2 separate regions of the Mus musculus genome follow, and region 1 is linked to region 2. A link is a contact called in public Micro-C data. All regions are on one chromosome and are shown on one strand. The core of a region is the stretch at or near the end of the contact, and the rest is flanking DNA. Distances in the headings are between cores, read along the strand shown. Region 1 holds the start of Unc119 (unc-119 lipid binding chaperone). Region 2 holds the start of Flot2 (flotillin 2).

What was found. Hi-C and Micro-C count contacts between places; a contact is called where the count stands out from the background.
Region 1: a Micro-C map of B cells shows a contact between it and region 2, with 4 times the contacts expected there. The contact joins the promoter of Unc119 here to the promoter of Flot2 in region 2. A contact is called at or near these places in 8 of 39 promoter capture datasets (the HPC-7 cell line, cranial neural crest, embryonic stem cells and 4 more), 2 of 484 Hi-C or Micro-C datasets (B cells and embryonic stem cells) and 3 of 9 other capture datasets (adipose tissue, liver and pancreatic islet).

The regions. Positions count from the first base shown.
Region 1 is chr11:78,342,108-78,346,223 of GRCm38.p6, forward strand. Unc119 (unc-119 lipid binding chaperone) reads left to right here and starts at 1,388. Exons shown (of 5, transcript NM_011676.3): 1 at 1,388-1,679. The coding sequence starts at 1,460. Pigs (phosphatidylinositol glycan anchor biosynthesis, class S) reads left to right here. Exons shown (of 12, transcript NM_201406.1): 12 at 1-669.
Region 2 is chr11:78,036,534-78,040,589 of GRCm38.p6, forward strand. It overlaps Flot2 (flotillin 2), which reads left to right and starts at 1,398. Exons shown (of 11, transcript NM_001040403.2): 1 at 1,398-1,579. The coding sequence starts at 1,531. It overlaps Dhrs13 (dehydrogenase/reductase (SDR family) member 13), which reads left to right. Exons shown (of 5, transcript NM_183286.2): 5 at 329-1,331. The coding sequence ends at 777.

The DNA of each region.
Region 1 (4,116 bases), core at 138-2,637, 310 kb after region 2:
CACTCTCGCCCGTGGGCTCTCTACGGATGGCACTCCACGATGGGCTCCCTTCCCCTCCTAGTCCACTGGCTTGCTCCTCCATGCCTACAAGCCTCAGAAGGTACCCTTCCTGATCTCCATATCTGGCTCGAACTTGAAAGCCTTTGTGTGCCTACCTCTGGACAGGGGTACTTTGTCCTTGCAGCCTGTCAGCACAGCATACAAACGCACTGAGAGGTGAATTTAGGGGAGTACTTGAGTTGAATTGTAGCCCTGTCCTCTCCACTTCTGAGACCACCTCCCTCCTTCCTCAGCTTCTTGACTGGCGTCACCCACTGGGGACAGCCTGGTCTAGGAGGCAGTGGCTTAGGATCTTCTACCTTGTGGCTAAGGTTCCCCTCTACCCTTTCAGAGAGGTAGTGTGGAACAGGAGAAAACATTTCTGACTTGGAACCCAACAGGCCTGAATCAGACTCCGGCTTCTGCACTTAACAGACTAGAGAGCATCAGCTAAGCCGCTCCTCGCTCCTCACCTGAGCCTCAGGTTTCCATTGGTGGGAAAGCACTGATGATGTCACCCTCAGAAAGGGGCTGGATTAAATGTGATAAGCCTGTAAAAGTGTTCTGTATATTGGGCTCTTTAAAAACATACATTAGACTGTTATTAAACGTTGGTTGAATATGAGTTGATATGGATGACCATAACTCGTTCTTGTGTGAGAAGCAGACTGACCTGTTCTAGCTCACCATGTGTTCTTCCTGCCTCCCGTCCTGAGCATCCTGGGGACGGCTCGACACCTGGGCTGTGCTGCCTGCATGTTGTAGGGTGCCTGCGGATTGTAGGGTGCCTGAAGCAGCTTTTAGCAGGAGTTCTAGTGGGGAGTAGCTTGAGCCAGTGACAGCCCTGGGATAGCAACTCAATTCAACAAAGGAAAATACTGGGTGGGTACTGGCTGCAAGGAGCTGTGTGGTAGTGCTAGGGTGTTACGAGGAACAGTGTATAGAGCATCTCTGCTTTCATAGAGCTGACCTTTGAGGAGGAAGGGTCAGGGAACAAGCAAGAATTTCACTTAATGTATTACAAAAAAAAAAGGGCTGGTTAGCTGGAAATTGAGAAGAAGTACTTTAGAACTGGGTGGGTTGAGACCTGGGCTGAAGTCAGGACAAAGGTATCAGGGAAAGACCTTGAGGTTGGAACCCAGGAGAGAAAGAGGAGAGGTATTCGGTAACTACATTGTCAAAAAGAATCTACATTGTCAAAAAGTTCACAAGGACCCCCAGGATTCTGGCTCCCCCGCTGGAGACGCCAGGCGGTGGGCGGGGTATGTGTGACCCGCCTCCCGTGGGCGTGACCAAGGCGGGACGGCACCTGGGGCCCGGCCGGGGGTGGGGCGGCGGACGCTCCCCCTTCCCCTGGCTCCAGCCGGCGCAAGCAGCGGCGGCGGTGGCAGCGGGCGAGGATCTGCGGCCCCGCGAGGCCATGAAGGTGAAGAAAGGCGGCGGCGGGACCGGGTCGGGGGCGGAGCCCGTTCCAGGGGCCTCGAACCGGAGCGCGGAGCCCACGCGGGAGCCTGGGGCGGAAGCTGAGTCCGGGTCCGAGTCGGAGCCGGAGCCAGGCCCGGGGCCCAGGCTGGGGCCGCTGCAGGGCAAGCAGCCCATCGGGCCGGAGGATGTGCTGGGGCTGCAGCGGATCACGGGTGGTGAGCACCGGCGAGGGAGCGCCACCCGCGGGCTGGAGGGAGAGCGCGGGAGGGGGCCCACGAGGCTCAGAGTCCAGCCCCCACCCCTCCCCCACGCAGTGCCCCTCCTCTGTATCCCCTTACTCTCTCTCTCTTTGCCTCCAAGCCTGAAATCTCTGTGCTCTTTCCCTTGGTCTCTTGATGCGCCCCCTCCTCTCCTTGAAGTGGCTTCTTTTCACCCCACTCCTTCTTTTTCAAGGGGCCCACCCCTTTTCCCATGGTGGAGGTGGGGCAGCAGCTGCATCTGTAACCCTTTCCCCAGTGGAGTCTTCGGAACCCTTTGAGGGTGCTCGCACAGAGGAGTGTGCCTCATTGCAGGCTGTCTTCAGTGGCCACATCAGGCTAGGTGGAGGCAAGGAAAACCTTCAGGCTCCCTGACCGACCGTTATAGCCCTCACTCTGCTTCCCCGAGGAAGGCTGAGGCCATACTCTGCCCAGGAACATTGCTGATACGGGTGCTTCCGTCTGTTGGCTGTGGGCCCTGTGATGGAAGCAAGTGCGTGACCCCCCTCCCCCCAAGTCAGGACTTGTTCTTTTTCCAGGGCTCTCTCATCAAGGGAAGGCTAGTCTCCACTGAAACTGAGTTTCTGAGCTGTGCTACCTGGATTAGAGTCCCAGAGTTTGCCCGGAAATTGGCTGTGTGACCTTGGGGATGTAATTTCATTTGCAGGAGCATGTTTGCTTTTTTTTTTTTTTTTTTTTTTTTTTCCCATCTGTAAAATGGGAACAAGAACAATGTTACCTCCCTCAAGGTTATTGTGAAAAATAAAGCCAGTCTTCTGATTTTGGACAATGTTTGGCATGCTGTGCACGCTGTCAACAGGGTTCCTTTATCAACAGTGTTGGAAGCTACATAGGACTGTTCAGAGTGGCTGCCTGCAGGCAGATAAGTGATCGTTCAGGGCCAAGGCAGGCACCGCTACAGACAGTGCACAAGGACTAGAGAGTCTTCTGGCAAAAGGTTGGCTGAGCCTTGAGGAATGGAAGGTATTTGGAGAGACAGTGGCGGGTTGCCTTGGAATGGGTAGGTCACCAGCAACCTGCTCCGGCTCCACTTGTGAGCTTAGACTTCCCTTCTCTGGGATGGACACGGGTGCTAGTGTGGAAATAAACCCGCTAGCCTCAGGAGCAGCAGAGCCCAGGGCTCCCAGACAGCTGTGGAGGGGACCAGGATGACAGGCCTGAGCTTGTGCATCTGGGTCCCCAGGGGCCTCCCTCCTCCTTCCAGGGCTAGACAGCGGCATTCTTGGCTAGACTTCCCCAGCACTTGCTTCCTTGGCCAGGCAGCCCTCAGTGGAGGGAGGGGCCTTGACCAGGCTGATGTGGAAGCCCGTGGGCTGCTGCCTTTTGCAACAGGAGACCTTACAGCTTAGCTTGGCCCTGTGCGTTGGAGGGCAGGTTCACTGGCCTCTGGCCTGGATAACTGGAGGCTTATTTTGCAATGGAGGAAGCTTCCAGGTGAAGTCACAGCATGTGTCTCCCAGTCTGGAGGAAATGGCATAGCATGTGGAGGATGAGTTAAGACAAGTGCCTCTTTAAGAGCCCTTTTCTGTGCAGGATTTGAAAACAGGGTTCCAGGCCTCTCCACCTTGCCTGCATCTTGTGACCCTAATCACACAGGGCTGAGGTTTGCTGTTTCTGGATTACCAGGCCTTGAATCCAGATTAGGAAGCTATTTCTGTCCACAAGGACGAGAGCAGGTGGGTTCTGAGCCACTCTGCTCATTACTCTGGCCTGACCTTGGGTCCTAGGCCTCGTCTTTTTCTTGGCTGAGGAGAGGAAGTGGCTGCCTTCCTAGGCAGCCCCTGATCCTCGCTCCTTGTAAGGGCAGAGAGGCCCACAAGTTGAGTTTGCAGTGTAAGAGACTGAGTGCAGAGTGTGAGAAATCCTTCCCAGTGAGAGGAGAGGGTTCCAGGCTGGGCCTGCTGTAAGAAAGGAGGCTTTTCCTGGGAGTTGGGCAACTAGGCCTCTGCTTCCAGTTCTGCCCCCCCTTCTCCCTCTGCCCTGCAGCATCTTTCTATAGCTTTATCTCAGACCTCAGCTCCAACGAGCTAGAGAGCTGTCAGGAGGGCTTCCTGGAGGGGGCTGTCCCCGGCTTGGGGAGGAGACAGGCCGAAGGATGAGAGAATAGCTTTATATTCACTTCCTTTTTCAACCACAGAGGGATAGGGGGTGGCCCAGGGACCTGGGGGTGACTTCCGGGCCTCTGTAGGTCAGCGGAGAGGATGTGGTACCGGAGGCTGGCAGTACCCAAGTCTCCACAGCAATTTTCTGCCCCTTCCTAATTCTTGCCAGGGCCTCCCCTAAGACTTGGTGTAAGGTTTTAGGAAGCAGGAAGATCGGGAGTTCAAGGCCAGCATCTGCCACATAGTGAATTTGAGGTTAGCCTAGGCTACAT
Region 2 (4,056 bases), core at 148-2,647:
AGCTCAGTTGATAGAGTACTAGACAGCAGGTACACAGCCCTGGGTTCAAGTCACTAGCACCAAAAGCGGGGACAATAGCGATTAAACAGCAAAGAACATAGAACACACATAAGCACAGCCTAGGAGATGGGACTATACAGGCCGTTAGGCTGGTAGGAAGGCTTTCTGTAGGAAATGGGTTAAATCACCTTGTGGGGCCCCTGAATACCTGGTAGACACTTTCCCTGGAAGCAGATTCTACCGTCTGATCCTAGCTGGTTTTTTTCCCTGCCTGATGCCTGGGCCCCCATTGCCTTCCTCCACAAATCCTCTTTCTTCCTGCCCACAGGACCTGTGAACTCGGAGCTCTTCCTGCGTCATCTTCCTGGATGGCTGCGTCCTATTTTGCGCCCACTGGCTTGGCTGGTGCTCCGGGCACCTCAAGGGGGTGCCCAGACACCCCTGTACTGCGCTCTGCAGGAGGGCATTGAGCCCCTCAGCGGGAGATATTTTGCCAACTGCCACGTGGAGGAGGTCTCCCCAGCTGCTAGAGATGACCAGGCTGCTCAAAGGCTATGGAAAGCTACCAAGAAGTTGGCAGGGCTTGCACCTGGAGACGATGATGATGACCCTGATGAAGAGCCGGAACCTGAGGATCCCAGGGCCCCATCTTCTCAGAGCGCCCCCAGCCCTGAGAAAACCACAGTTTCTGGACCTTCTCATAGCTATCAGGGCTCGCAAGACTTATCCAAATTGACACAGCGAAGAATTCAGGTGAAGGATGAACCTACACCCTAACTTTCCTAACCCCCGGGATAGAATGCTTTTGTAGCCCAGTGGGATCCCTCAAAAATCTCAGTTGTGTGCCTGGGCACTGAAGGGTTGCCACATTTACCTCGGAACCTCTTGTCATGTCCTGAACAGCCCTTTTCCTTGTGAAAGGAAATGAATACTACTTCCTAAGAGACACTGTAACCCCAGATTCAGGGATGATATATGAGATACTGTGTTGCTCTGGAATTTGATTTTCAGATTTCTGAGCCCTTCCCTGAGTAGTGATCTGCCCAGGGAAAGGGCCGGAGACTTTGTGGTTGATGCACTGCAGATGTTAAACATTAATTACTGACTGAATTCAGCCCTTGGCAACTTTCTAGCTAGGTAGTGAATTTACCCCCATTTTTATGGAGGCGGAATTGGGAAAGGACTAAGTCAGGGCAGGAACTGGGGTTTTGAGCCCGGGAGTCTGCCCTAGGGCCGGTGCCCGAGGTGACGCAGTAGTAACTGTGATACAACTGAGGTGCCCCAAAGGTGCTACAGGGCCAAACCCCCTGGAATAAAGCGAGCTGACTGTGGATGCTCTGGCTCCCGCCTCTTTCCACATGCCGGCCCCGCCCTCCGCCGCTACACTTCCGGCGGGGCCGCGGCCGCAGAGGGGCGCAGGCGGGCGGGGCTGGGGGAGGCGGGATAGGCTGGGCGCGGCCGGCGCTGCGGACCCGCCACAGCCCTCCCGGTCGCTGCGGACCCAAGGCCTGCTGGCCTGCCAACGGCGCCATGGGCAACTGCCACACGGTGGGCCCCAACGAGGCGCTGGTGGTCTCAGGTGAGGAGAAGGCGAGGGGTGGGAAAGGGCCGGCGTGGGGTGCGGGTCCCTCGGACGCACCTGAGCCAGCCCTCCGGAGAGCGGTCCTCCCTCCCACAGCACGGCCTCAGGCGCTGACCCTTCCTCTGCTCCATGGTGGGTTTAGGGGTTTCTAAGGTTTGTGGGTTCCAGTGCTGGGACTCGCAGCTCTGGAAGGCAGGTGCCTGTCCGGGAGGGGCCTGAGGCACGGGTCCCTCTTTTCCGGGTGAGGCAGACCCGTTAATTCCGAGCAGGCTAGGGCTTGCCAGGAATTACTGCCATCACCCGCCCTGCAAACGCGGGTGCGGCCTCTACAGTTGGGTAACCCGGCTGTGGCCTGTACCGCTCTAGATTACAAAATGCAGCAAGCTCTAGATTTGACCAGATGGGGCTTTGGGGGGACGGTAGCGTAGGAAGCCTTATAGCTGATATTTCTTTTAGGTGGTGTATTTGGAATGTCATAGGAGGTAGCTCAAGGCACCAAGGACCCTGTTGCATGCAAGCTCGCAACTGTAACCTCTTCCCAGCATCAGCACTGATTTTCAGCCTGTGTGCAGAATTCACAAGGCTGGCTGCCAAAAGGGGAGGTAGAAGCCCCGAGCCAAGGCTTATAGATGCCATTCTTGGGGAGATATAATAAATCCACTGGGCCCCAAACATAGCTCTCAGCGTTGTTGTTTGGATTTCAAAATCAATCCCTTTCCTGAGACATCCTCACAGTCTGTAACCAGGACCCTACTAAAGCGAGAGACATATGATCTTGTTGAAGACCAGGAGTCTTGGCTGGAGTCAGAAGGAAAAGCACAGAGGCTAACTTTTGGCATCCTAAAGCCCAGTCTTGTCTCCCTCCTCATCCATACCTAAAGATGGCTTTTGGAGCCACATAATGGTTTGAGTAGGCTTGAATTTCCAGTTTGTTTTGTTGGGGGGTGGGGAGGCTTAGTGTTTTTGTTTGTTTGTTTGTTTGTTTGTTTGAGGTTTATCTTTTTAGGTTAAATTTTTTTTAAGTTGTATGTGTGCGTGTGTCAGTGCCTTGTCTGCCTATCTGTCTGGACATGCACAGGTGAGTACAGGTACCTGAAAAGGCCTCACAGGTGTTGAAATATCTTGGAGCTGGAGTTACAGATGGTTGTGAGCCATTTGACGTGGGCACTAGGAAATGAATATGTGCCCTTAACTGTTGAACAACCTCTGTGTTTGTTTTGAAAGAGAGGTTTGACTTGGTACCCCCCGATGATGCGATTACAGGCATTCAGTCACCACACCCAGCTTGTTGATTCTGTGTGAGTGTGCTTATGGTGCTAGGAATCAAACCCTGGGGACTCACCTGATGCCAGTCAGGCAGTATGCCACACTCCTCGGGCATAGGAGGGTATTAGACACCAGAATCTGGGGCTAAGCAGAAGGCTCAGTAGACAAAGGAGACTGACACCAAGCCTGATGACCTGAGGATGGAATCCCCAGGGCTCATACGTTGGAGGAAAGGAACAAACTAATTCAAGAAGCCTGTACACACATGTACACACACACACACACACACACACAAACACATACAATAAACATTACTTTTTTCCTCTGGGTGTGGCTGCGCATGCCTTTAATTCCTGCACAAGGAAGGCAGAGTCAGACAGGTCTTTGAGAGTTCCAGGACAGCCAGGGCTATGTATATACACCCTGTCCGAAAAAAAAAATTTTAATAACTAAATTAAAGTCTGGGGCTGGAGAAATGGCACCATTAAGAGCACTCACTGCAGCCGGGTGTGGTGGCTCATGCCTTTAATCCCAGCTCTCGGGAGGCAGAGGCAGGCGGATTTCTGAGTTCAAGACCAGCCTAGTCTACAAAGTGAGTTCCAGGACAGCCAGGGCTATACAGAGAACCCTGTCAAAAAAAAAAACAAAAACAAAAAACAAAACCACTCATTGCTCTTGGAGAGGACCGTCCTTCAATTTCCAGCACCGACATGGCAGGTAACACCAGTCCCGGGGCACACACACCCTCTTCTCGATTCCTTGTGCATGTGGTGCTCAGACATACCTGCAGGCAAAAAGCCACACAGAATAAAATAAAAAGAAAATCTCAAAGATAAAACAAATCAGAATTTGGGCAGCACTTTCTCCTCTTTTGTTTCAGGAAGCCCAGACTCTGGGCTGAGGAGACCAAAGCTTAAGTTCTGCCCTGTGGAAAGGCTGGCAACTACAGGGTGAGAGGCAGCCCTGGGATGGGTGGCTCTGTACCTGTCTCCAGAGGCAATGCAGAGCTGGATTGGAAGCTGTTGGGGTGGGGGAGGGCGGGGTTGGAGAGAGGTGATTGTGCTAAGAGTCCATGAGCACAGGATGTTAGGATGTGAGGGGTGGGGAGAAATAGTGCCTAACGTAATAGCACCATGGCGTTTGAGATGTGGTGAGGTACGTGGTGAGGTGCAGTTTCCTCAGCTGAATAGATTCCCAGGAGAACAGAG